2 separate regions of the Rattus norvegicus genome follow, and region 1 is linked to region 2. The links are chromatin contacts, called in public HiChIP or PLAC-seq maps. All regions are on one chromosome and are shown on one strand. The core of a region is the stretch at or near the end of the contact, and the rest is flanking DNA. Distances in the headings are between cores, read along the strand shown.

Region 1 (5,297 bases), core at 1,866-4,365, 420 kb before region 2:
ACCTTCTGGATGTAAGTAGCGGCCAAAGGGACTCCTGAGAGAGGCCAGGCCAAGTCTAGATTAAAGGTGTAAGTGCGTGTGAGTGTGTGTGTGCGTGCGTGTGTGTGTCGGTTTGTGTGTGTCGGTGTGTGTGTCCTGGTATAAACACAATTAGCAACTAGAACTCGGGGTGCTCCCTCCCCAGATACAGAGAGAAGTATGGCCTCGGTGCTCTTGGAAAGCAGAGCATTCGTCATCCTAACTTTGACCTCTTTAACTTTGACCTCTTTAACTTTGACCTCTTTAACTTTGACCTCTTTAGCAGCAAGCAGGAAGGCTTAGAGGCCTGGCTTCCTGGAATCTGCTGAGACGCTCTGGCCTGTGGGTGGTCCCTTCGAGGCATCCTATCTTACAGCACCTTGATTTACTAGTCACTAGTCAATCTTTTTTTTTTTTTTTTTTCTTTTCTTCGATGTACAAAATCATTCCCTTGTCTTAGCCAGGTTGTGATGGCGCATGCCTTTCATCCCAGCAACTGGGAGGCAAAGGCACAGGCAGGTGGATCTCTGAGTTTGAGGCCAGCCTGGTCTACAGAGTGAGTTCCGTGACAGCCAGGGCTATGCAAAAAGATGGACCGCCCCCCTCATCCCTAGTCTCAAAAAAACTTGCAAAGCAAAAACAACAAAAACAATTCTGTTGTCTCAGTGGTCCCAGCCGGAAGCTCTTCCTGCAGCTGATGTCTCTCCCTGTGCCCCACAGCTGTCCCTGTGCCCCACAGCTGTCCCTGTGCCCCACAGCTGTCCCTGTGCTCCACAGCTGTCCCTGTGCCCCACAGCTGTCCCTGTGCTCCACAGCTGTCTCTGTGCCCCACAGCTGTCCCTGTGCCCCACAGCTGTCCCTGTGTTCTGTAGTTAGTGGACTTGGCAGGAGGACCCTCCTAGTCATAGTTGTGTACTCTCTCATCTGTGCCTTTCTGTTCCAACAAAGCCAGCCTGTGGTTCTTTTTTTTTTTTTTTTTTTCGGAGCTGGGGACCGAACCCAGGGCCTTGTGCTTCCTAGGTAAGCGCTCTACCACTGAGCTAAATCCCCAGCCCCAAAGCCAGCCTGTGGTAATGCTTGTCCCCAGTCAACACCAGATGCTGAAGGATACATGGAGATTAAAAGAAAAAAAAAGGGGTTGGGGATTTAGTTCAGTGGTAGAGCGCTTGCCTAGCAAGCACAAGGCCCTGGGTTCGGTCCCCAGCTCCGGGGAAAAAAAACAAAACAAAAACAAAAACAAAACCATGTTTGATTTATTTTACTTTTCCAAGTAGAATCTCATAGATCTCAGACTGGCCATCCCCGACTTGCCACTTAGCTGAGAATGGCCTTGGACAACTTCTGATCCTCTTTTCTAGTGCTGGTGTTCCATGGTCCCGAGTTTATGGTTCTTAGGATTAGGAATTGGAGAGATGGCTCAGTGGTTAAGAGCACTGACTGCTCTTCCAGAGGTCTTGAGTTCAATTCCCAGCAACCACACGGTGGCTCACCACCATCTGTAATGGGATCTGATGCCCGCTTCTGGTGTGTTTGAAGACAGCTACAGTGTACTCACATAAAATAAATAAATCTTTAAAAAAAACAAAACAAAAAAGGAATTGAACCAGGGTTTCATGCATGCTGGGGAAGCACTCTGTAAACCATACCGCATCCCCAGTCCCCATGAATGTCTTTCTATGACGTATGTATGTATATATATATATATTTTTGAAACTTGTTACCCCAGAATGTAGCCAGGATGTTTTTAATTGATGTCAAACAGTGGAAATAACTGTCCTTTTTCTTTCTAATCTTTGACCTCCTGAGTCCCTTTATTTATTGTCTGTGATGGGTTATTGTGTCTGTTGACAGTGTCTTAAGAGTTAAAATGATCCAGGCATTGTGTTAGATGCCTTCAGTCCCTGCACTTGGGAGGTGGGGGCAGGGAGATCTGGAGTTCCTTATCTAAAATATTGCATTAGAGGTCAACCTGGGTTACACGAGACCTTGTCTCAGAACAAGTAACAGTGCCATGAAAGGGCGTTTTGTCTTTATCCCCTGAGTAGTCACAGAAACTAAACCCTTGTGTTGGCCTCTGAGTCATTGTGTATATTGTAGATTTTCTCTGGTTTCTGCTGTAAATCTGAAAACTGTCTCGAAGCCTACACGTGTACTAGATTCAACAATTTCCTGCTAACTGTTGTATCATTACATTTTTATGTAAAATAATTACTAAAAAAACGGATCGAGATTTAAAAAAAAAAATTGAACTCATTCAGAAATAACCATAAGAAACTCCTTTGTGCCCCTGTATATTTTCTGGGAAAAAAAATAGCCATTTTCAAAAAACAGGAGTAGTTTAGTACAGAGTAGCATCACTTCATATTCACAGAGTTCTGTGCCCAGTGTGAAAGGGGACAGCCTCACACTGCGCTGTTGTTTACTCTGTGGCTCTGGGCTTTTCACTGAAACATAGGGAAGCCATTGTGGGGCCTGCAGGGCTCTAGGGACCCTGTGCTTGGGACCACACTTGGGTCTGTCGCAGTGGGTGGTGTGAACAATTCAGCCATGCAGGAGATGAACAGTGGGTGGGTCAGAGACTTGTGGAGAAGTGAGGTCTGGCTTCAGCAGTGTCTTTATATTGCTTTTCTACCATCTGGGACAAACATGGAGCCCCTGTGCTCTCTGTGCAACCAGCCCTGGTTTCCTGAGCAGGCAGAGGTGCCAGGGAGCACGCAGGGTCGGATGACGATAGCGGTGTGCCTCAGAGGTAGGTTTCCGTCAGGCACAGGCTACCCTCCTGGTGTCAGATGCCAGTTCTTCTGTGGTGATAGGAGATCTAGAAGGTCTGGCCTTTCCAGTGTCTCAGAAACCAGAAACACTTTCCATTTCTGTTGAGTACATGTATTAAACTGTTTGAATTCACTGTGGGCTGAAGGCTATGTCAGGATAGTCCTCTGAATATGCTTCTCACCGTAGAGCCGGGAGGGAGCACGTTAAACCAGAATCGTTTTGAAGCTGTCTCTTCTTTTCCTAGGCCAGGCACATCATTGAGAAGTCTGTGCAAAAGATCGTTTCCCTGCTGGCAGGATTTGGGGAAACTGCTCAGAAACATCTGTCAGAGAGAGCCATGCTCACAGCACATGACTGCCATCAGGAGGCCGTGACCCACTTCCGCACACACTGCTTTAACTGGCACTCAGTCATGGTGAGTCCCTGGCCAGGGTCCTCAAGTCTCCTGCCTCTGGGATTGTGGTGCTTGACTAGGTGCACCGGCTTGGACCGAAAGATTCTATCTGGGCCTTGGGAAGTTGGATGTCTAATTCATTGTCATGTGTCTTGTCTACCACAGTCGTAGGTGACAGCCCCACTACTGTTGAAAGGTGCTTGCTTCTCTTGATGAGGTGGCCCCACACCCCTCGCCGATCCTCACATCTCCAGACGTCTTCTTTCTTCCTCCTGATGTCTCTTCTGTCCATCCCCTAAGATTTATTGTTAGAGCACAGCCTAGAGAGTGAAGAATGATGTTTCGGCCAATTGTAGAGTCAGTCAGCTAGTTGGTCCCTAAAAAGTCCCGTGCTTACCGTGGGATGCTTGAATCCTGCTGGAGGAAGGTGGGCAGACTGCGTCCTGTAGACCAAACCCTGGCAGAGCCTGGCTTTACACCTTTGTGGTCCAGCTTGGCGCTGGGCAGTGCTTTATCAGCCTCACCAGCTCTGAGGGTGTGTGCGATGTTCGTCTCTCCTGGGGAGACTGTGCGAATACCTACAGATTGCCGAAGTGACCTAAACAGACCTCGAAGTCCTGGCTGAAATGGTTTTTCTCTGTGACTGAAGAATCGAGGCAAGCTGACTGCGTGGTGAGGTGCTCACCTGCGGTTCTTTGTTTTCTTGCAGTACGAGCATGCCTTGCGGTATTTGTACGTGCTGGCCAACCTCTGTGAGAAGCCATATCCGATTGACAGGTAAAGCGTGCTTGGCACTGGGAAGACGGGCGTCATTCTGAAAGCACGGGGTGGGCGTGGGGGGTATACACTGGCCCGAGTAGACTGTAGCTCCACGACCCAGTTTTTTTTCTGGGGCCGCTCATCAGTGGAATCGGAGGGCCTGGGTTCCCAGTGGTGATGGCTAGGAACTCCTGCCCAGAATTAGATAACGTCTTGCTTTCGTCAGGGTTGGCTTAGCTCATCTGGTTCATCTTCCTGTTTCTTGCAGGATAAAGATGGCCATGGACAAAGTGTGCCTTAGTCACTACTGAACAGCTCTCTTCCCAGTGCTTCTAGAAGAGTGAGCACAGTACACTGGAATGTGAACCAACCGGAGTGAACCAAGCGGAGACCGGAAGGGCGGAGTCAGAGGCAGCACCTAAGCCCCGCCCCCAGGGATACCGTCCGCCCACCCCAGGGCTTGCTTTCTGAGGATACCTGCTTACTAAGAAGCCAGTTTGGGTCTGGAGGAAGGAACTTTTGCTTCTTAGGAATTTTTGGGTTTGTTTTGTTGTCCATTAGCTTTCAAGAGCAGATTCACTGCGGATTCTGTAGCCAGTGAAGGAACCGGAGAAATTCTCGAAGCTGAAACCTCTTGTCGCCTTCACAGTGATTTTACCGAAGAGGGCAAAAGCAAGTCCCTACTGGAGAATTATTTTTAGAATATATAATTTTTGATTGCTTTTATATTTTATTCTGTAATAATGGATGTCCTAAAACAAATAAGTGAAGTGAGACATTTGTTCCTGGACTCTGGCTGTGTCGTGGTCTGTGTTTTACGTTCGCTCGTGCTGGGTTGTCTCCTCCCACCTCCCCGTTCTCCACTGTTCTATGCTGTGAGACCTTGCAGCTCCCCACAACCCTCTGTGTGCAAGGCAGGGAGGGGACATGCCCCATTTCTCTGGCACAGTACACTCAAAGGTGTAGCGATGGGGTTGTTGGAGACGTGAAATCCGTGCTCTGTATCCATGCAGGGGAATACTGTAAACAGCAGTAAAAAGGAATGGAGTATCTATATAGGGTACAGCGTTATTAAGCCAGTTGAAGCCAAGTGCTAGAACCATGGTTTACATAGCTTTATGTGATATGTGCTGAACAGGCAAATCTATACAGAGAGACACTTAATGGTGCTAGTGACTAAGGAGAAAACTGCTAGGTGTCAGCCTGTTCTCTCATTTACACTCATTCTCACTATGTTGCAAAGCAGGCCCGGAACTCAGGAATCCTCCTGTCTCAGCTCCTCAGATAGCCAGGACACGGGTGTTCCCCTTCATGCCTGGTTCAGTTTACTTCCAGGGGATGCTGGAGGGTTAGG
Region 2 (5,503 bases), core at 2,102-4,601:
GCTAAGATGAAAACTACAAAGCTAGAGGGTATCAGTGAAAAATTCAGCCGGGCGTGCTACCATAGACAGACAGACAGACAGACTGACCAAGTGGGCAAGACAGGCCCGGCAGAAGGCCCCTGGATACCCTGGACCTAGTGCTGTAGGCAATGCAGAAACGTTTACACAGGAAGAAGGCACGACGCAGGCGACTCTGAACTAATGGAAAATAGGCAGGTATGCATGACTGGACACCAACAGACCAAACACAGAGAAAGGGGAATTGCTTATTTACACTCAAATACCTCTCCACGGATCCTAAGACTAAATTTCTTTTGTCTCAACTGTATTTTTTAATTCCTTATCAATTAATTGGTTATTAGCTAAGTAACCAAGGCTGACAGTCTTCCGTGTATTTCTCTGGGACCATCTCCTATGGATTCTGGAGTGCTTCTCCCTCAGAGCATGTATGTACTATCCCTCTTCTGTCCTCACTGCAATACCTGGATGGCAGGCCTCATCGACTTATATTTGGGTTTCTCCATTCATTCCCCACAGCTTCCCTGCCCACCTCTACCTAGACAGAAATACTACTGCCAGAGTAATCTAAAACATCCCTACACACAACTACCCATAGTTCAAGTCTTTGAAGGAAGGGCTGGCAAGGTAGCTCAGTGGTTAACTTAAACCAGAGTTCAATCCCCTGCACCCCCCATTGGTGGAAGGAGAGTACCCACTCCACCAAGCTGTCTCTGACCTTCATTTGTACGCTGTGGCCATGTGTACCCATACCAGCACACATGTGCGCGCACACACACACACACACACACACACACGCACACACACAAACATGCTATGGTGAAATGATAGTTTAAAACAAACAAAAAGAAAACAACCTTAAAAAGTATCTACTGCTGGAGGGGGGAAAATAAAAACAAATAACTGAATGTTTTTACTGGCCAGCGAGGTGAGGAGTAACCAGAAGCTGCCTGACGTCAGCTTGCTATTCTCTCAAGGACTAGCTCAAATTTTGCCTCCTTACTCATCCTTCTCCCATTATTAGTCTAGACTAACGTGAGCCACGGATGTAATCTAAAATTTTTTCTCAGCCACATTTAAAGCAAAAAGAGGCAAGGCCTGATGTTTTAACAGTGTCAAGTCATCATCCCAACAGGCCATCATATAATGAGTCAGTTTACATTGTTTTTGCACTATGTACAGCGTGTACTTTCCAATGCATCCCTGTTCAAGCCAACCTTATTTCAAGTGCTCAGTGCTGCTAGTGGCTACGGTAATAGCAAAGGTCTAGACTCCAAAATCAGTGCTTCGGGCTGGGAAACATTATGTTGTTGCCACTGCTTAAGAGCAAAGTTGGCACCACCCTGTTTTTATGTACACGTCTCAGACTGACTTCAATGGTATCACCAACCATCATCCACCCACTACCAGCAAACTGGTAGTCACTATCGGAATCCTGTGTAGGTAGCATTTACTTCATTTCTCCAGGTCTTTCTTCTCCTTCCTCAATGGAGGTGCTTGTTGCCTAACCTGAATGGTTGAAATTTCATTTAGTTTTCATGACTCAGGTTGGTCCTCCATACCCTTATATGCCAGACCACCCTAAGAAATAAATACCTCATGCCCACTCCCTGCCAAGTGTGCACCAGCTTCCTGATAACTGAATGAAAGCCAAGCTCCAAGATAACTGAATGAAAGCCAAGCTCGCCACCTTCAGTCTTCACCAACCACTAGTTCACTTTTGTTTTGTTTCTTAAATCTCCCCCATAGTACCCAGCCTTCTCATGTTTTTAATCCCTTTTCTGCTCCCAGGCTTAGCAAATTCCTCTTGATCCAGCTCAGGTGCAGTCTTTTCATTGTTCCCAGGTAAAGCTTGATTACTTAGCACAAAGGAGTATTTTCGAACGGATTAATGTACCAAAGCGATCGTCTTCGCATCTCCCAAACCAAGCACAGTGCTCACAGCAATATAAATAAATGTGCGGAAAGCAATGAACTCACCATATCAGAAATTCCCCCAGGAATGTCTACCCAATTTGGACTACCTTTGCTTCATCCCGAATATATATCACATACTTGCTTTCTCAAGAATGATCGTGCACGGGGCTGGGGATTTAGCTCAGTGGTAGAGCGCTTACCTAGGAAGCGCAAGGCCCTGGGTTCGGTCCCCAGCTCCGAAAAAAAGAACCAAAAAAAAAAAAAAAAAAGAATGATCGTGCACGTTGAGGACAACCAATGAGAGATATGCAAAGAGGGATCTGGACTAGTCTTGGGATTTAGAGAGTGGGAGAAGTCTCTCTTTACTCGTACGGGTAAAGAGAGGCTTTGAAACAGGCAAGGGAGTTGTAAAATTAAAGGTTAGAGGGTAGGCACAGAAGATGCTTAAGTTTTCCCTGTCACTGGGGCCGGAGTACGGGGCTTGGAAATGGCCTGACTTCTGGTTTCCTGAAACGTATATAAGCAAGGAAAATAAGAATGGGATCTTGGGAATCAGTGATTGTGGAGGCACTAAGCGCGACGTTAATTCTAGCAAGGCGTGGCATAAACCTCTCAAGGGTCTTTGAAGTTAAGGAGCTAGGAGGGCACCTGGCCTCGTGGTCTCTGAACCCAAGATGGGAAAGGCACAGATGGGGAGGCTTGGGGAGTAAAGCGGCAACAGGGGAAGAGCCCAAGCAGGACTCCGATTAACTTTTAGTTCCAGAGGATGAAAGATCAGAGGAAATGGACAGAAGGAGGGCAAGGGGCAAAGGAGGAACCATAGGAGCGCTCCAAACACCCCGAGGCTTCAGCCTTCTCTTCCCCTTGCGGAACGCTTGTTCCAGGAACCACGGAGACGGACACAACCGAAACCGCGGGAGCGCGTCCGGGCGACACCGGGCCGATGCGGGAACCCAGCTCCTTGAGGGCCTCCTCCCAACCCGAGAAGGCTCCTTTCTTCTCCCATCCTCACCTGCCAGGTCAATCTCCCCCGGTACCGACCGCTGCCCTTCCCAACCCCTAGTGGAACGCAAGTCGGAGAGCGAGTAGACCTAGCGCGCGCTCAGCGGCGGAGAACAGCCGGCAGGAGCCTCTGTGTGGTGGCCGCCATCTTGGGCCTGAGCAGCGCGGCTGAGGCGGGCACGACCCGGGCGACACCATCTGTAGGGGTGGCGAGGAACCGGTTCAGGGAAAGTGACGGCGCCAAGCTCGCAAACCTTGTCAGCTTGGATCCAAGTTTTATCCAGAACCTATCACGATATTTAAAGCTCAAAATGTAGAGGACTCACTCGTGAGAAGGGAGAGAGAGGCGTCGATTGGCCATCGCCACCCCTCTCCTCAGGGCGGGCGCGGCGAGTGGCAGCTCCTTGGGTCACGGCTTCCGCCGTCGCCAGTGGCCTAGCTCCCTGCGGCTGTCCTTGGTCGCGCTTGACACCGGGCTGAAGGTGGGTCTGGGGACCCCAGTGCCACCCTCTGTGGTGGTGCAGGCGGGAGGGTTCTGGGGAACGCTCTCATGGAGGGGAAATCGGGGTCGCCTTCGGGTGACCTCTGCGCGCTGTCAGCTTCACACCTTTCACAGAGAATTCGCTATGCTAGCTTAATCAAAGCGTCTTTGGGGACGATCCGATGGCCTCGCTCTCGAGGGACTAGGAAGGGCTCTCAAGGATCCCATTCTTGAACCCACAGTAGGGAATGCAGCTCCTATCCAGAAGCAGGGAACATTCGCCCAGGCATCCGCCTCCTGGTTCAACTCTCCTAAACGTGAAACCCGCACTTACCCATTTGCCTTTTAAAAACATGGCTTTCTGCGTGGTTTCCAGCGTGTGTATGTCGTGTTCGCAAAGGTTTCATAGCTCCATGCATTCACTTGTTTTCCTTGGCTTAGGTGATACTTTGTAATACTTAATAAGGAACTGTGGGGTCCAGTCGGACACAAGGTATTGCCTCTTAAAAAGTCTACATGTTTCCAGCGTGAATCCAGAGTGACTCTCCAAAATAAGACGGCAGTTTGTTTTCTTGAAAAGGGAGAAGAAACTTGTGTTAGAGAAAAATATTAGGATATATGTGGGGTTTGTTGTTTTTTGTTTGTTTTTAAAAACAAAAGCTGGGTGTGGTAGTGCATGCCTACCAGTGCTCAGGAGGCAGAGGCATCTCTGTGAATTCGAGACTAGCTTGGTGTACATGTCTGTCTGTCTACATACACATACATACAGTTAGGCTCTGCAAAGAAGAAAGAAAAGGAGGAGTTATTAAATGTTAAATGTTTACCTCCGTACATAGGAGAGTAAGTAGAACATAATAGTTTTAAGCCATGTCAGGATACAGATTGCCTGGGTACTCTGCTAATCCTGACTCTTTACCCAGTAACTTAAAGCAAGTTACTTTACTGTAACTAAATTTGGTTTTCTTCATCTGAAAAAAAAAATGCTCCCAGTTTTGAGACGTTGTTACTTAACAAACCTGCAGTGTATGGTGAGGAGTATATGGATTAGTGATGACGCAGAAACACCTCTTCCATGTGGCCCACATCTGTAATTCCAACTACTTGTGAGGATGAGGCAGGGGGATAGTAAGTTTGAAGCCAGCCAGAGCTTCGCAGTAAGACTGTCTCAAGACAAAACAAAACAACAACAACAAAAAAAAAAAACCCAACCTGTTCAGTTCTAAGAAGCTTGCCCCCACCCCAAAAGGATCACTTTAAAATTAAAGAATAAATGACCAAGGCACAATGTGTGGCTCTGTGAGAATGTGTTTTTCAAAGACAGGATAATTCCTTAATGCCCTAAGATAAAACCTACTTTCCCTCTCCCTCTCCCCCTCCGCCTCCCCCTCCCCCTCTTCCCCCTCTCTCCTTCCTTTTCCCTCTTCCACTTCCCCCTCCCTCTCCCCTCTCCTTCTTTCCTGACAAGGTTTCTCTGTGTAGCCCAGGCTGGCATTGAACTCACAGAGATCCTCCTGTTTCTGCCTCCTGAGTGCTGGGATTAGTGCACCACCACTGCCCAGCTTCCCAGTTCTTTTGTTTTGTTTATCCCAATACTAAGCACCAGGCAGTGGTGCACAGGGGAGGCAGAGGCAGGCAGATTCCTGTGATCCTGGACAACCAGGGCCTCAAAGAAACGCTGTCTTAAAAAACAAATCAAAAATACTATAGCTGCTCCAAATTTCTGAGATAACAACAAAATTCTTCTTAAGGCCCCACAAACAAAACACCTGGAGCTAGGGAGATGGCTGGGCTCAGTAGTTCACAGTGCTTGCTGCTTTTCCAGAGGACCCGAGTTTGGACCCCAGCTCTCGGCTCACAACTCCAGCTCCAAAGAGCTCTGATGCCTTTGACCATCTTGGGTACCTGTACTCATGTTTAGGCACACACACATGTACAAAAAGTTTAATAAAAGTAAATTTGAAGCGCTAAAGACTATTAATGTGTGCTCTTCTAAGCAGCAGCCAGGAATATAGTCCTTAAAGCATTAATTGGCCCTATCCTCTTGGTAACATTGTTAGCCTACCCAACACCTGAAGTGAAGCTTTT

Evidence for each region. HiChIP or PLAC-seq counts read pairs in DNA pulled down with a chosen protein or histone mark.
Region 1: a contact with region 2 is called in an H3K27ac HiChIP or PLAC-seq map of oligodendrocytes, with 5 times the contacts expected there. The contact joins the enhancer-like site here to the promoter of Ndufb1 in region 2. A contact is called at or near these places in 7 of 12 Hi-C or Micro-C datasets (the A7r5 cell line, Schwann cells, frontal cortex and 3 more) and 1 of 1 datasets of contacts at active chromatin or transcription factors (oligodendrocytes).

Annotation. Positions count from the first base shown.
Region 1 is chr6:127,308,354-127,313,650 of GRCr8, reverse strand. Lgmn (legumain) reads left to right here. Exons shown (of 14, transcript NM_022226.3): 11 at 1-11; 12 at 3,035-3,205; 13 at 3,894-3,961; 14 at 4,212-4,738. The coding sequence ends at 4,254. Among named protein-coding and RNA genes, the nearest start is that of Lgmn, 36 kb to the left of the region's middle. Within about 2 kb of position 3,115, at least 36 of the 93 cell types and tissues checked have an H3K27ac peak or open chromatin away from gene starts, as enhancers often do. A contact at or near this core is called in Schwann cells, where this site is marked.
Region 2 is chr6:126,886,712-126,892,214 of GRCr8, reverse strand. Ndufb1 (NADH:ubiquinone oxidoreductase subunit B1) reads left to right here and starts at 3,351. Exons shown (of 3, transcript NM_001402546.1): 1 at 3,351-3,419. Cpsf2 (cleavage and polyadenylation specific factor 2) reads right to left here and starts at 3,093. Exons shown (of 15, transcript NM_001106753.1): 1 at 2,948-3,093.